Linked DNA regions of Mus musculus: region 1 is linked to region 2. The links are chromatin contacts, called in public HiChIP or PLAC-seq maps. All regions are on one chromosome and are shown on one strand. The core of a region is the stretch at or near the end of the contact, and the rest is flanking DNA. Distances in the headings are between cores, read along the strand shown.

Evidence for each region. HiChIP or PLAC-seq counts read pairs in DNA pulled down with a chosen protein or histone mark.
Region 1: a contact with region 2 is called in an HNF4G HiChIP or PLAC-seq map of pancreatic cancer cells. The contact joins two enhancer-like sites. A contact is called at or near these places in 1 of 115 datasets of contacts at active chromatin or transcription factors (pancreatic cancer cells) and 1 of 9 other capture datasets (embryonic stem cells).

The regions. Positions count from the first base shown.
Region 1 is chr3:84,425,763-84,432,578 of GRCm38.p6, reverse strand. No RefSeq gene overlaps it. Among named protein-coding and RNA genes, the nearest start is that of 4930565D16Rik, 49 kb to the right of the region's middle. Within about 2 kb of position 3,083, at least 96 of the 459 cell types and tissues checked have an H3K27ac peak or open chromatin away from gene starts, as enhancers often do. A contact at or near this core is called in pancreatic cancer cells, where this site is marked.
Region 2 is chr3:83,861,579-83,868,754 of GRCm38.p6, reverse strand. No RefSeq gene overlaps it. Among named protein-coding and RNA genes, the nearest start is that of Tlr2, 24 kb to the right of the region's middle. Within about 2 kb of position 5,599, at least 223 of the 459 cell types and tissues checked have an H3K27ac peak or open chromatin away from gene starts, as enhancers often do. A contact at or near this core is called in pancreatic cancer cells, where this site is marked.

The DNA of each region.
Region 1 (6,816 bases), core at 1,834-4,333, 570 kb before region 2:
GAGCATGGTGCAAGGAGGGCTAAAAGACGAAAGCCAGCCAGGCTCGGTCCATGCAACTTTAACCCCAGCACTCAGGAGGCAGAGGCATGTGGATCTCTGTGAGTTCAAGGCCAAGCAGGTCTACAGAGTGAGTTCCAGGATATCCAGGGCTACACAGAGACCTTGTCTCAAAAAAAGGAGAGAGTGAGAGAGACAGAGACATAGAGACAGAGAGAGACAGAAACAGAGAGAGAGACACACACACAGAGCAAACAGTGCTAATTTGGGCAGAGAGAAGGTCAAGTCACCTGCATACAGGGGCCTGCTATGTGAGGGCTGAGCCTGTCAGGAAGGTGACAGGTGACAGGTGCTCTGAGCAACACAGCCTCAGATGCTTCTGGACTGTGAAGCCTACAGAGTAGAGAGAAGGAAGGTGATGCTGCACCCGGAAAGGGTAAGAAGGAATGCTAGTGTCAGAAGAATCACACGGGCTGTATCGTGGGGGCAGGGACTCACTGAATGGGAGCAGCAGAGTGACCACAAGTTAGCACATTTGGGGATGTTCTGGGGTCCTGATGAGCAGAGACAGCTGGGCTGAGCTGCGGTGGGCTGGGGCTCTGCCTCAGTACGAGGAGTGTGAGGTGATGCTCTAGCCTGAGACTTCTGAGGTGGGTGCACAGGAAGCTCTAGAGGCTGAGTTCAGATTTGAATGTGTGGGGGGCAGTGTCTGTGGCCATCAGAGGGGAGGCAGGCTGCTCCTGGATCCCAGAGTCAGCTCTTCACACACATGGTGCAGAAATGCATCCCCTGGGGGTATACTGAGAATTGACACATCTGAGGTGACTGATAGGGACTGCTGAGAAACATCTCTTGTGAGTCAAAGAGGTGTCTTTCTGACCAGGTAGGGGGTCTCCAGTCCAAGAAAACAACTGTGGGCAATGCTGTTCAGAATTGAAAGGTGGTCCCTGGACAGGTGCCTGGTCTTGCTGAGAGGACAGAGGACACATCTTCACCTCATTTCATCTCAGAGAAGGCCTGGTGGCTTCCCCCATACCCTCGGGACAGAGGCAGTCACACGTGCTAGACACAGCCCCAGGCAAGCTCTCTGTGTGCTCAACAGCCGCAGGGCCCCTCTGCAACTCTGCACACAGGTCCTGGAAAAGCTGAAACTGTGAGTTCAGCCTGACAGAAAAGAGGAGACATGAGAAGACCCATCTGGACACTGCAAATGTGCCAGGCGCGCCAGCAATTATCTTCCTGTTGGCTTCAACCTTCCTCAGCTGCAATCTCTGTCTTCTCCACCCTTCACCAAACTGGCCTTTCAGGCTCTGTGGCCCAGGTGAGAGTGGTGGAAGTTGTAGTGCCTGCAGCTCTCTGGTCCTCCCCCTTCAGTCAGCTTGGTTTTGCTTGTTTAGTTTGAATCTCTCCTCTGTCCCTGACCAGCAGGTTCATGACCAGGTGGCTCCTGCTGGCCCCACATCCTTGGCCTTCCCCACCCCCACAGCATCCAGAAGCAGAACGCCCTGAGGCTCCTTCAGGGAAAGGCCCTTTAGTCTGTGTGATCCCTGAAACCATACCTGACCAGGAAACACAGATTCTAGCCAGCTTCCTGGCAGGAGAACTCCTTCTGTTCAGGACTGAGAATGAGACTCTATTGGTAGAGTGACGGCCAAGGATGCACACGTGTGGTGTTTGACCCCAGATGTGGTGATGCGTCCCTATAATCCCAGAACTCAGGCTATGGGGGTAGGAAGATCAGAAGTTCCAGGTCATTCTTAAGTTGCACAGCAGCTTCAAGGCCAGCCTGGGCTACATAAACTTAAAAGGGAGGAAAGGAGGAAGCGAGGGAGGGAGAGAGGAGGAAGAAAGGGAGAAAAGGAAAAAAGATGAGAGGAAGGGAGAGGAGGGAGGGAGGAAAGGATGGCTCCACCAGTCAGCCTCTACTATTCCCTCATCACTGTGGCATTTACCCTTCTGCGGCCTCCTCCAGCACATGGGAGCCTTCCTGAAAGAAGTCTCAGTATGCCAGACACCTGTGGGGACAGGAATGGGGACATTTTTAGACCAGTTTGGTTCCTGTGAGGCAAGAGCCCAGAACCCCAAGTAGAGATGCCAAGAGCACTGGGAGTCTGGGTTAAATAAAGCAGAGATAAATTCTATTGGTTTCTTTCCAAAGCAGCTGACGCCTTGGTCCTCTGTGGGCCTCACTTTCTCCTCCCCCCTCTTCTTCTCTCACTTCCTCCCTTCCCTGGGAGGGAGGGGCAGAGGGAGGGAGAGAGGCCCTCAATGAGGAGTCTCTGAGGGATAAGAATCACAGCAGAAGCACCTCAGGGGGAACTGGGAAGCACCCTCAGCTTCCTGGAGCTGCCTCTTTCCCTGTTAGAGCACGGTGTGCTGCCAGGGGAAGGCCCAGCCATTTAGATGCTAAACTGCAGGCCTGGGTCACTGAGGGTACAGGCCTGGGAAAGTGGGCTATTAAAAAGGAGGCTGTTGGTTAGAGGGGCAATTGGTGTCCATGGAACCAGAAAGCTATGTGGTCCCTTGGCTGACAAAACCTTTGACCTCATTCCTTAGAGGTCTAATATCTGAAGCTCAGCCCGTCTTCTGTGTCTGCATCTGGGCCATTTTACACTGAGTAAGCCAGACGGTTGAATCCCGGGTCTATCTGAAGCTCGATCGGAACAGGAAGAAAGAAGGAGGACAAGGAAGAAGCCAGAAAAGGAGGCGAGACAGCAAAGCCATTATGAATGCTCAGGGAGACTTTAGTTAAATATATATGCATGTTCAATTTGTATTTCGAATGGAGGCTAGCACCTGTTTACACTGCACAAAATCGTGTCACGTACACTGAAGACCACACCTCCAAATCAAACTAACCCTGAGGGCACCACCATCTATGTTCACTGGTATGTGTATGTCTTTGGCTCTTTGCACAAACCCACAGCTCACACGTGAAGACCATTTGGCACGGTGTTCACCCATCCGGCTCGGCCGCAGTAAGATTTCTCAACAGCGCCTCATGGATGGTCAAGGAGAGCTTGAAGCCCTACCGGGCTCTATGGCAAATGAGTAACTCAGCAGTTCTTCCTTCCTAGAGGCAGATGACGTAACCTCTCTGTGTGCCAAAGGCAGGAGAGATGAGTCACAGCCACCCTCCTTGTTTGTCTACTCTGTCACTACTTGGTCCATTTCGGTCAGAGTCCAGAGGTTTGGCTATTGTCTCAAGTTTGGCAAAGTCAAAGAAAGGGCACTTAATGGATCCCATCTGTCAGCCAATAGCTGACCTATATTGGGGTCCACTGTGTGTCAGCTACTGCTCTGGCATAAAGGTGTGATGGGGATGGGAGAGAGAGTCTCAAGTCGTTTTCTTGCCTTGCTGTAGGTGTGTGGGTACGGGAAGGAGATTACTCATGCATGTACTTTGAGACTTAAATGAGTCCAGCGATTCAATAGGCCCTTAAAGGGGTGACCCAGGACACTAGCCAAGAACTAATCATAGGGCATGATATACAATATCTCTTTGCCTGGGCATCCCTTTCCTCCCTGTGCAATAAGAATGTTGGGCCAGGTCACATTGAGCCTTCTTCTATAGAGAGAAAGCAAGGGAACACTTCAAACACTATATTCTGTGGTTGTTTCTACCCGGAGACTTTTTCCCATGGCTAGAGCTTCTAGTAACAAGTGACTTTGATAAAAAACCCTTCATCCATTGATGACAGGAACCCTAGAGAAAGAGGTAAACAAGGAGGAGCCCAGACATCAAACCAACACCTCAAACTCTCCAAGTGTCTGCATGCCCCTCTACCCTCGGTCTTGCCGGAAGCCCTGGGTGGGAGGTAGACTTGGTAGCTTAGGCAGTGAAACACAGGGTGTTTCACAGGGGGGCAGAGCATGGAGAACTAGGAGCAAGGGGATTGGAAGGCCCTGGAAAAGCAGGCGTCAAAAGCTTTGAGGGTCCTAGGGAGCCAGAGTCCCTCAGGCTGACGAGGCTCCCAAGCCACTTGCCACATTCTAACTCCACCAAAGCAATGCCCTTGGCATGGCTCCACCACAATCCAAGGAGCAGATCTGGTTTTGCTGAGTGCTCTCAGGACCAGCCCAAAGGGGAGCCAAGTTCAGCCACACCAAGAAAATCTTGCTTGGCCAAAAGGACCCATCTAGGTCTTGAGAACCAGAGATGGAAGGAAGGAGTGGAGAGTCTCCACCTGGAACGTGCAGTGACTAATAGTATTTTCCTTTCTTCTCATAATTTATAGTGTCACATGCTGCTTAGGAAGAGGGCCCCATGTCTGGGGTCTGGCACTGCGACCTTTGTAAACTCCAACAAGTGTAAGACCATGTGGCTCAACCCCAGTTACCCTCCCCTTCCTGAGCCCCACAGGAGTGATGCCCAGCTGAGGAGGTGATAGTGCCCCATGCCCTTTCACTTTAGGGGAAAAAGGAAGCCACCCCGGGGAACTTTGGCTCCTATCTGATTCATGTTCATTCATAACACAGTGGGCTGAGGGAAAGTGAGTAAGCCATCGGTGAGCAAAGGCAAGCCAATCAAACAAGTTCTCGGATCACACTCTGGTGATACCAGGCCTTCAGCTGTGCAGGCCGTGACTTTGTAAGGAGTTGGGCTGTGAGCCACAAAGGCACCTTGAGGGAGTGGCCTGCTTTAAGGTTTTGATAAAGATTAGCTAATACTAGGGTCAATAAGAAGCCACACTATGATTGTGTGCAAGCCATGTGACAGGCACTGTGACCAGCCTGAGAAACTTAATTGCAGTGGAAGAAGCCATAGCATAGACAGCTTGACAAGTCCCTGGGCAGGCGCTTGGTCCCCTGGCTGAGGAGATTCAGGGGGCCAGAGAAGCCAAGAGCTGGTGGAAGCTGTGACAGTCTGGGAAGCAGGCACAATGCCTGCCTTTTCTCTTTCGGATATCACAAAGAGAGGCTTTTGGGGAATTATGGAAAAGACTAGAGAGTTCTCAGACTTACAACGATAAGATTTAAGCATCATTAAAGAAACTTCTGCCTGGGTTTATAGAATCACAGAATGATCATATTGTACTTAAAAGAGATTCTTAAGGAATTTTGACCTGAGGTGCTAAACCTAGTGACTCCCAGTTGCTGGTGACAACTGTGCTCCAAGCAGCCCTAAAAATATCTGTGTCAGTAATGCATCGATACATTCATGGGGAAAGTGAGAAGAAAAGAATCTTTAGTTGAGTTGGCATGGCCTTTGTTTCTCAGAGTTACAGGCTAGAACTGCACTCTTGCTTGGCACTAGCGCCACCATTGAGCTCCACCCCCCACTTCTTCCCTACCCCACCATGCTTAGACCTCCGGACCAACTCTGACTTGCTTATTTTTAATTTCTTGTTTGTTTTCTGAGGTAAGACCTTGTTATGTAGCCCAGGCTAACCTTAAACTAGGAATCCTCCTGCCTCAGCTCAGGAGTGTTGGAATATTGAGCTGGTGCCACCCCACATGGAACCCCACTCTTCCTTTTAAAGGCTCAGTATAACTTCCTGTGGGTTTTGGGGTTTGGTTCATTTCCAAGAGTGACCATTTCAAATTTGAGCCCAAGGAAGGTCAAGTTCTACGGCATCCCGTTTCTGAGAGGGAGATTAGCAATCACTATCTTTGGAATGTCCCACTTTCAACGTGTCCCTCCTTAGTGGGAGCTATATGACATGACCAGTGTGGACCTCCAGGAAGCTGGAGGTCCATTTTCTGCAAATGGGAGATGCGTGGTTCCAGAAGTCTCAATGTGCCGTGGTTTAAATGTGTCCTGCAAAGTTCGCACTCTAGAAAAGCAGTTCTCAGTGTGACCCAGCCAAGTTGGAGGCAGACCTCAAAAAGACCAGGTCTTGGGCTGTGCCCTCAGAAAAAGATTAGCACCTTCTGTGGGGCTGAGGTGGTGACCCCTGGAGGAAGTTTCTGGTGAAAAGATGATTCCATTCCTTTCCCCAGCCCTCAATTCTCCCTTCTGCGTTCAACCTAGGAATGGAGCATTGAGAAGTTCTTTGCCCGGTGCCAAACTAGTAAGCTTGACCTTCTAGCCTTCAGAACTGTAGAAAATAAGTCTCTGTTTGTCTCTGCTCTCCCGTCCGTGGTGCTCTGTTTCAGTGACACTGGAATACAGAAACTGATGGCCATCTCTCCTTATTTTCCTGTTCTGAATTGTCAGGCCCTCCCATGAGTCTTAGGTGCTCTGCCATCTGAAGCTACATATAGCGGGGACTTGTTAGCATGCATGACACCCTGGGCCTGATGCTTAGTATTGCATACATGAAGGTATATGCCTGTAATCTCAACACTTGGTAGGTGGAGGCTAAGGATATGAGGTTCAGTGCCATCCTAGGCTACATAGTAAGTTTGAGACCAGCCTAGCTACATGAGACCCTCATAAAAAAAGAACCAACTATATCTTGATATATTTGTATGCATGTGTGTGTATACATGTGTGTATATATAAATACACATTTGTGCCTGGGCTGTAGCTCAGCAGCAGGGTGCTTGCTTAGCATGTCCAAGGTTCTGAGTTCAACCTAGCATTGAAAGCACATGGGCATGTGCTGGAGAAACATACACCCGATACATAGATACATACACACAGAAACACAAAGACACAGAGACACAAACATACTGACAGGGACACATAGACACACACACACATGCATGCACACACATGTCAGAGAAAGATGGAGAGTGGGAGAGAGAGAAGGAGAGGAGAGACGGGGAGAAGAGGGAGGGAGAGGAGAGAGAGAGAGGGAGAGAAGAGAGAAAAAATAATGTTTAACTAGGAAAAAACCTTAAATCTCACTACCCCTGTCCCTCCTGTACCCT
Region 2 (7,176 bases), core at 4,350-6,849:
TTATTGTTGCGACACTAGTTATGAAGGAAGGGGAAGGGGACCCGATTCCCACTGAATAATCTCTGGTCCAGTAGAAAGGTGCACGTGTGTGGCTCCGCAGGTTCCAGCAGTGGGCGTGGCAGAACGAATGAGCAGGAAGCTCCACCCCTGAGCAAGCAGGTTTCAGGCTGGGGGAGGGGAGACTACAGTAATAAATCTGCTTTTAATATATATTCATCCTATTACTTATGTTCCTTTAAAGAACATTGATTTAATCAGTTGCCCACGGCAAAGAGGTTGAAGGCTACAGATGAAATTAAGGATGTTTGTCAGCTGACATTAAGACAAGGGTTATTCTGGTGTATCTGAGTAGGCCCAGGTAGGAGCAGGAGGCCAAAGGGCAAGCGTTGAAAGCATTATGCTGCTGGCTTTGAAGACAGAGGATGAAGCAGGAGCTGAGGAATGCTGGTGGCTTCTGATGGTCGGGAAGGTGGCAACACAGGTTCAGGTCTACAATATCCAGCCCGCAGGGCGGCCCTGCTGTATCTCAAATTAGCCAGTGAGGCAGATTCTGGATGTCTGACCTCCAGGACTGTATGATAATGACCTTGGGCTTTTTTAGGAGACTGCAATCGTGGTAAGCAGCTATACCAGTGGCATATTGGAGACTTAGCTTCCACACTCATTGCCAGTCCACGTGTCAGCGTCGAGGTTGTGGGAAGGTGACCCTGGGCAAGTATCATCCCACCCCCTACAGTAGCAGAAGCCAAGGGATCATCATTTTGTATGGGTCCACTGAATTCATTCTCTCAGAGCAATTCGGGAATGCCATGTGACATCTTCACACACAGAGGATTAGGTCAGAAGAAAAGAATCAGGAGGTAGGCACGGCTTGAGAGTGAGCAGTCACAGTGCCCATAGGACTCTTCTACAGCTGGTACGTGTCGAATGACTTAATGAGCCTTCAGCTTTAGATGGTGTGGAAATGCCTCCACATAAACATTCCAGTTTTTTTCTGTAGATTACATGGGACATGGAACACTTTAACATGGGCGTTGGGTTCTGAGCATAGTTAAGGTAAACCAGGCTGAGCTATGGTGTTCAGCAGGCTAAGGCATTAATGCAGTGTTTACTTGCTATTTTCATTGTGTGACAGGTATGTCGGGGTATGCCACGGACTGGCCTCAATCCACGGGAGAATCAGGGTCCCGGTACAGGTGGGCAGGAAGTTGGCAAAAAAATGACAAACTCGAACTCAAGGGAGTATTGATCTGAATGTAATTTCTCAAAGCGAGCATCAGACTTATATATTACAGAAGAAAACAAAGAAATTAGGTGACACATCAGCCAAGGTACAATGAAGTTATCTGACACAAAACATAGAAATGTGTACAAAAAGACTGGCAGGAACCAGGCAAAGTTTACAACTGAGATAAGATCAGCCAGCCCTATCTAAAGTCAGTTATTCACAGGAGCCAGGTGAAAGGTCTGATGCAATGCTAGTCTATTGTATAACCCACCACCAGGGGTCCCTTAGTAAATACCTAAGTATGCTATTCCTCAGGGCCTAGTGAAAAACATGCATCAGGGGAGTTCTGTTCTACTAACCCTTTCTAGTTCCTCTTTAAACCACAACCCACCTTCTTTCTACTATTATGTAATGTAGGCTGCCATTCATGTCTGTAATGAGAATTCTAAATATACTTTGCTAAGCTTGCCCTGAGATTTCTAGCTCCTATCTAGTTAAATACTGCAAGAAAGCATGCAAGACCCTTCACACTATTGCAGGGATAAATTTGGAGCATTTGTGCTATGGGAATGCCAAGGTTCCAGGCGGCTAAGTTTCCATGAAACATATTCACCTTGGGACTGCGTCCAAGCTTTTGGGCCTGCCGAGTAGTCTTTACTGGAGTAGGTGTGGCAGGGGTACACCCTCACTGCCAATCAAAGAATGAAGTGTAACTTTAAATGCCCCTCAACAGAAGAATGGATACAGAAAATGTGGTACATCTACACAATGGAGTACTACTCAGCTATTAAAAAGAATGAATTTATGAAATTCCTAGCCAAATGGATGGACCTAGAGGGCATCATCCTGAGTGAGGTAACACATTCACAAAGGAACTCACACAATATGTACTCACTGATAAGTGGATATTAGCCCAAAACCTAGGATACCCAAGATATAAGATACAATTTCCTAAACACATGAAACTCAAGAAAAATGAAGACTGAAGTGTGGACACTATGCCCCTCCTTAGAAGTGGGAACATAACACCCTTGGAAGGAGTTACAGAGACAAAGTTTGGAGCTGAGATGAAAGGATGGACCATATCCAGTAGAGACTGCCATATCCAGGGATCCACCCCATAATCAGCATCCAAACGCTGACACCATTGCATACACTAGCAAGATTTTATCAAAAGGATCCAGATGTAGCTGTCTCTTGTGAGACTATGCCGGGGCCTAGCAAACACAGAAGTGGATGCTCACAGTCAACTAGTGAATGGATCACAGGGCTCCCAATGGAGGAGCTACAGAAAGTACCCAAGGAGCTAAAGGGATCTTCAACCCTATAGGTAGATCAACATTATGAACTAACCAGTACCCTGGAGCTTTTGACTCTAGCTGCATATGTATCAAAAGATGGCCTAGTCGGCCATCACTGGAAAGAGAGGCCCATTGGACACGCAAACTATATATGCCCCAGTACAGGGGAACACCAGGGCCAAAAAGGGGGAGTGGGTGGGTAGGGGAGTGGGGGTGGATGGGTATGGGGGACTTTTGGTATAGCATTGGAAATGTAAATGAGCTAAATACCTAATAAAAATGGAAAAAAAATAATTTTTTTTTTTTTTTTTGGTTTTCGAGACAGGGTTTCTCTGTATAGCCCTGGCTGTCCTGGAACTCACTCTGTAGACCAGGCTGGCCTCGAACTCAGAAATCCGCCTGCCTCTGCCTCCCAAGTGCTGGGATTAATGGCATGTACCACTTTAATATTTTTTAAGGTTTATTTTTAATCATGTTTTTAAAACCTTTTAACCTCTCTTTTATCCCACCACCCAATAGGGATAGTGGAGAAGAAAGGATAGGGGGGAAAGTGGACCTGTTTAGAATGGTTCTTTGGAGCAACACCTATCTGTGTTGTCTGGAAATCGGCAGTTCAAGTCATAGGTCAGCAGCAGTTTGATCCACTCAAATATATTTTATGGACACACCAGCAGTCCAGTTCTGTAAAGTCGGGATAGCAAAGATGAATCAGCAGCGGTGCACTCCCTAACACAGGCAGCCAGGCCTCAGCCTTGGTATGAGTCAACAGGAGGGACCAGGGCCAACAGGAATGACAGAAAGTGTTCTCCACTGTGCCTCTCTCAACAAAGCAAAGATCAACAAAGACATGAGACTAACAAGTGTGTTTAGCTATACAAACAAGCCAAGCTCAGCCTCCTTCACTGTCCTTTGAGACCTTTTATAACTCTCTCCAAATGTCACATGTCCCCACAGGTCTTGTTTCAACACTGTACATTTGTCTCAACTGTCATCATTCTGCCAATCAGCCTGAGTCCTCGGAAGTGACAAGAAGTCACAACATACCACCAGCAGTTTTTTGGTATGCTGTAGGGTTATGAATATCCTGCATCTACTCTGCCACAGGGCTCGGTCACTTGGGGAGGCGAGACGTTGGAAGTTACCCCATGCTGGGGTGGGTGTCCGGCTATGGGAAGCCTAGGGACACTGCTCCGGAGGTGGGGGAGCTCACTCTGAGGTCCCGAGGACGGCAGGAGCTGGCTCGGGGTCCCGGCCTGCACAGAGGTTGGGGCCATCTGATTCTCAGGCTCTTGGGCACCCAGGCGCTGCTGAGAGCCACAGAAGAGCTGAAAATGGGAGTGGGGCCTGGGGTCGAAGGGGAAAGTGGGGAAAGCTCTAGCTGGATCTCTTGGGGAAGAGAGTCCTTGGCTTGTTTGGGGGAGTGGGGCTTGGCTTGGTGTGGCCGTGGCTGGGAGCACTGAGAGGCCTTCTCTGGGAGAATAGACAACAATGGCTTTATAGGTGAAGGCCTTGGCCATGGCTCCCCTACAGCGGATCCCGAAGAAAAGAGGCAGTTCATAGTTTTAAGGCATTTATTGTCATGGTGGAAATTAGATAAATAAAACCATACCCCACTTCTCAGGGCGGGCCTGAGGTTAAATACCTTTTGTAGGGAGGAGTGTCTGGGAAGGAGAGCTCAATTGGCTAAGCCCTTCAGGCCTTTAGGTACCTCATTAAAATGGAGATCTGTCTTGAGGCTATGTGACCACAGGTCAGGTCCTCTCCCCGTGTAGGGGCTTGGGGCGTTGCCCATAAGTGACTGATGGCCACAAATCTATGGAGAGCTGCGGCCTCATGTCAGGAGGGAGCGTGGCAAAATGCCTGCCGTCCTTCAGGACCACTAGGGTTTCCAGCCTCTGCTCGACCAGAAACCAGGCTGCCTTTCACAGCCCTACAGTTCGCTTCTCTCTATGGAGTCCTGCCAAATGGAGCTCAACTACATAGTGTAAGGTGAGCCAATACCTGTATTGTTCACACACACACACACACACACACACACACACACACACACACACACAAAGAGTCTTTTATTACGTGTCCTTTCATGTGCTTTCTTTAACAGAATATCCTTTCACGTGTGTCTACTTCAGTGAAATGTTCCTGAGACTGCCTTATTCTTTCATCCCTGCCTATTTCAGTCAAACATTCCTTCAGGTGTCTACTTTAACAAAAACATCCTTTCACCTGTATCCACTTTAGGAAAACACTGGTTCACATGTTTGCCCCAACAAAACACTTAAGTTTCTACTTCAATGCGATCTACTTCTGTCCTGGTAGGAGACAGTCTCTACCAAAGCCACTTGCTAGATGAACACTGCTAAGCAGGCAGTCCAAACAATGGTCACTAAAGCTGTCACAAATCAGGCCTATTATTGTGCAGCTATGGAAACAGCTAACCACAAGGGGAGTTGAGATGTGTTCTTGTTTTAAGTGGGCTTCTTGTCCAAGACTTAGGTTTCAGCAGCTGCAATATTGGGAATAATAGAATATAGTGGAGAGTGTTTGCTTACCCACACATTCAGGAGACTGTTTAGGGTGTATCTTCAAAGAACATCTAAGACACTTAAATATAACCACAGCTATGTGCCTTCTACCAGAATCAGCAAAGTCCAGAGACACTGCCTAAAGGGAAGCCCTGAAAGAACTGGTCTCTCTCTCTGACACACACACACACACACACACACACACACACACACACACACACACACACGGGACTGGTTCCTTCGGTATGAATTACTCAGTTCATCTCCCTCTCTATTTTGTGAGCTTCTCAAGGGCAGAGAGAACCCTGTCTTCCCTCTGGTCACCCCCACTGGCTGGCTAAGGCAGGCTCCTAAGAGGGTACACAAACTCTTGCTTGTGACAAGCACTCACTCAGCACCTCTCTGGTACCCAGTGGTTGTCCTAGCACTCCTCTGCAGCAAAACCTTTCTGAACCAGCCTGAGGGGAGGGGCCTGGTGTGAGGCCAGGCATGGGGAGGGCTCAATCAGAGGAAATATAGATGTCACAGCTTGCCACTTTCATTTCCTAAAACTGAAACTTGTCTAAAGGGACTTATGCAACAGTGGAATTTCAGCTCAGTCACTCACTGGAGCCCAGGGGCTGGGGTGGAGCCAGTCCTAGAATAACTCTGGATGCCTCTAGACTTGTTATGAAGTTTCTGAGGGAGAGCCAGCTCGTTCTCAGCTGACTCCAGTTGGTCCTTGTCCTTGGAAAACTGTGGAAATCCCCTGCTTCTCCCTACGCGAGGGCTGGGCTCCTCATATCTGAGAGGAAAGTTGTCATTTGCTGTTGACCTGGGCAGTCCTGGCCTGGAGCCTTCCCTTAACAGAAACATCATTGGGTTTTCCTCAGAGAAACTGGCCATGCACTTGGTGGAATAAAACAGCTTGAACTGATTCATATAAAATGTAAATGACTGAGAGTCTGATTATAATCACATTCCTTTTTGTTGTTTGTTTTGTTTTGTTTTGTTTTGGGACAGGGTTTCACGCAGCCTAGGGGGGCTCCAAACTTCAGATCTCCCTGTCGTCATCTCCCAAGTTTGGGATTCCGTGTGTGAGCTAACAGACACAGCCAAGTCAGTACTTTCAAGGATACAATTCCGTGAGCAACCATAGGCTCCTTAGTTCTTCCCTCAAGTAATAGCTGTTAGTGGAGTCTGTTTTCTCAAGAGTTGAATGATGGGAGAATCCTGGCCCACTGTTTGGTCTGCACCATAGATGCCCTCAGCGAAGGAGCAGTGGAAAATTAACTGTGGAGGGTGGAGAAGAAGGGAGGGAGAGGAAAGGGGAAAGGGAAGAGAGGGAAAAGAGGGGAGAGAGGGGAGAGGAAAGAGAGGGGAGAGGGGAGAGAGATTGTTCCCTGATAATTTTCCTGCAATCAGTTTGTATTCTTTATTTTCTTAGAAACAAATGCTTTTTAGGAAAGGTGAGTCACAGTTAGTTAATCTAGCTATCTTTATGCATTCACAGTTTTTTTTCCCTGTAGTTGTTATCTTTTGCCAACATAGCTTTGGAGCACTGTAATTTAGTGAGTCCAGATATTCCTCTGCAGTGGACCTACAATTCTATTTCTTAGCTCATTCAACCCATAACTGTGTAATTTCTGCCATCCTATTATTTATTATTATTATTACTCTCCTGCCTTGTGTTTCTGCATGCATATGGGCAGGCAGCTTCATTTTTCCACTTTATTTTCTATAACATAAATGTATTGTTTGGCTGTTCTTAACAGTCCAACTTGTATCTAGCACTTATGAACACCAGGCACCATTTGTGCCCTGTGCACACACTTCCTTACAAACATTTACAAACATTTTACAGCCAGGATAACTTGATTCAGATTTCACAGCCAGCAAGGTAGCTCAGAGACTATGTCTCAGCACCCTTTAAGTAGCCAGACGCTTCTCCAAATCACTTTGGAATATTATTTTTTTCTTTTCTTTTTTTTAATTAGATATTTTCTTTATATACATTTTAAGTGCTATCCCGAAAGTTTCCTATACCCTCCTTCTACCCTGCTCCCCTACCCACCCACTCCCGCTTCTTGGCCCTGGCATTCCCCTGTACTGTGGCATATAAAGTTTGCAATACCAAGGGGCCTCT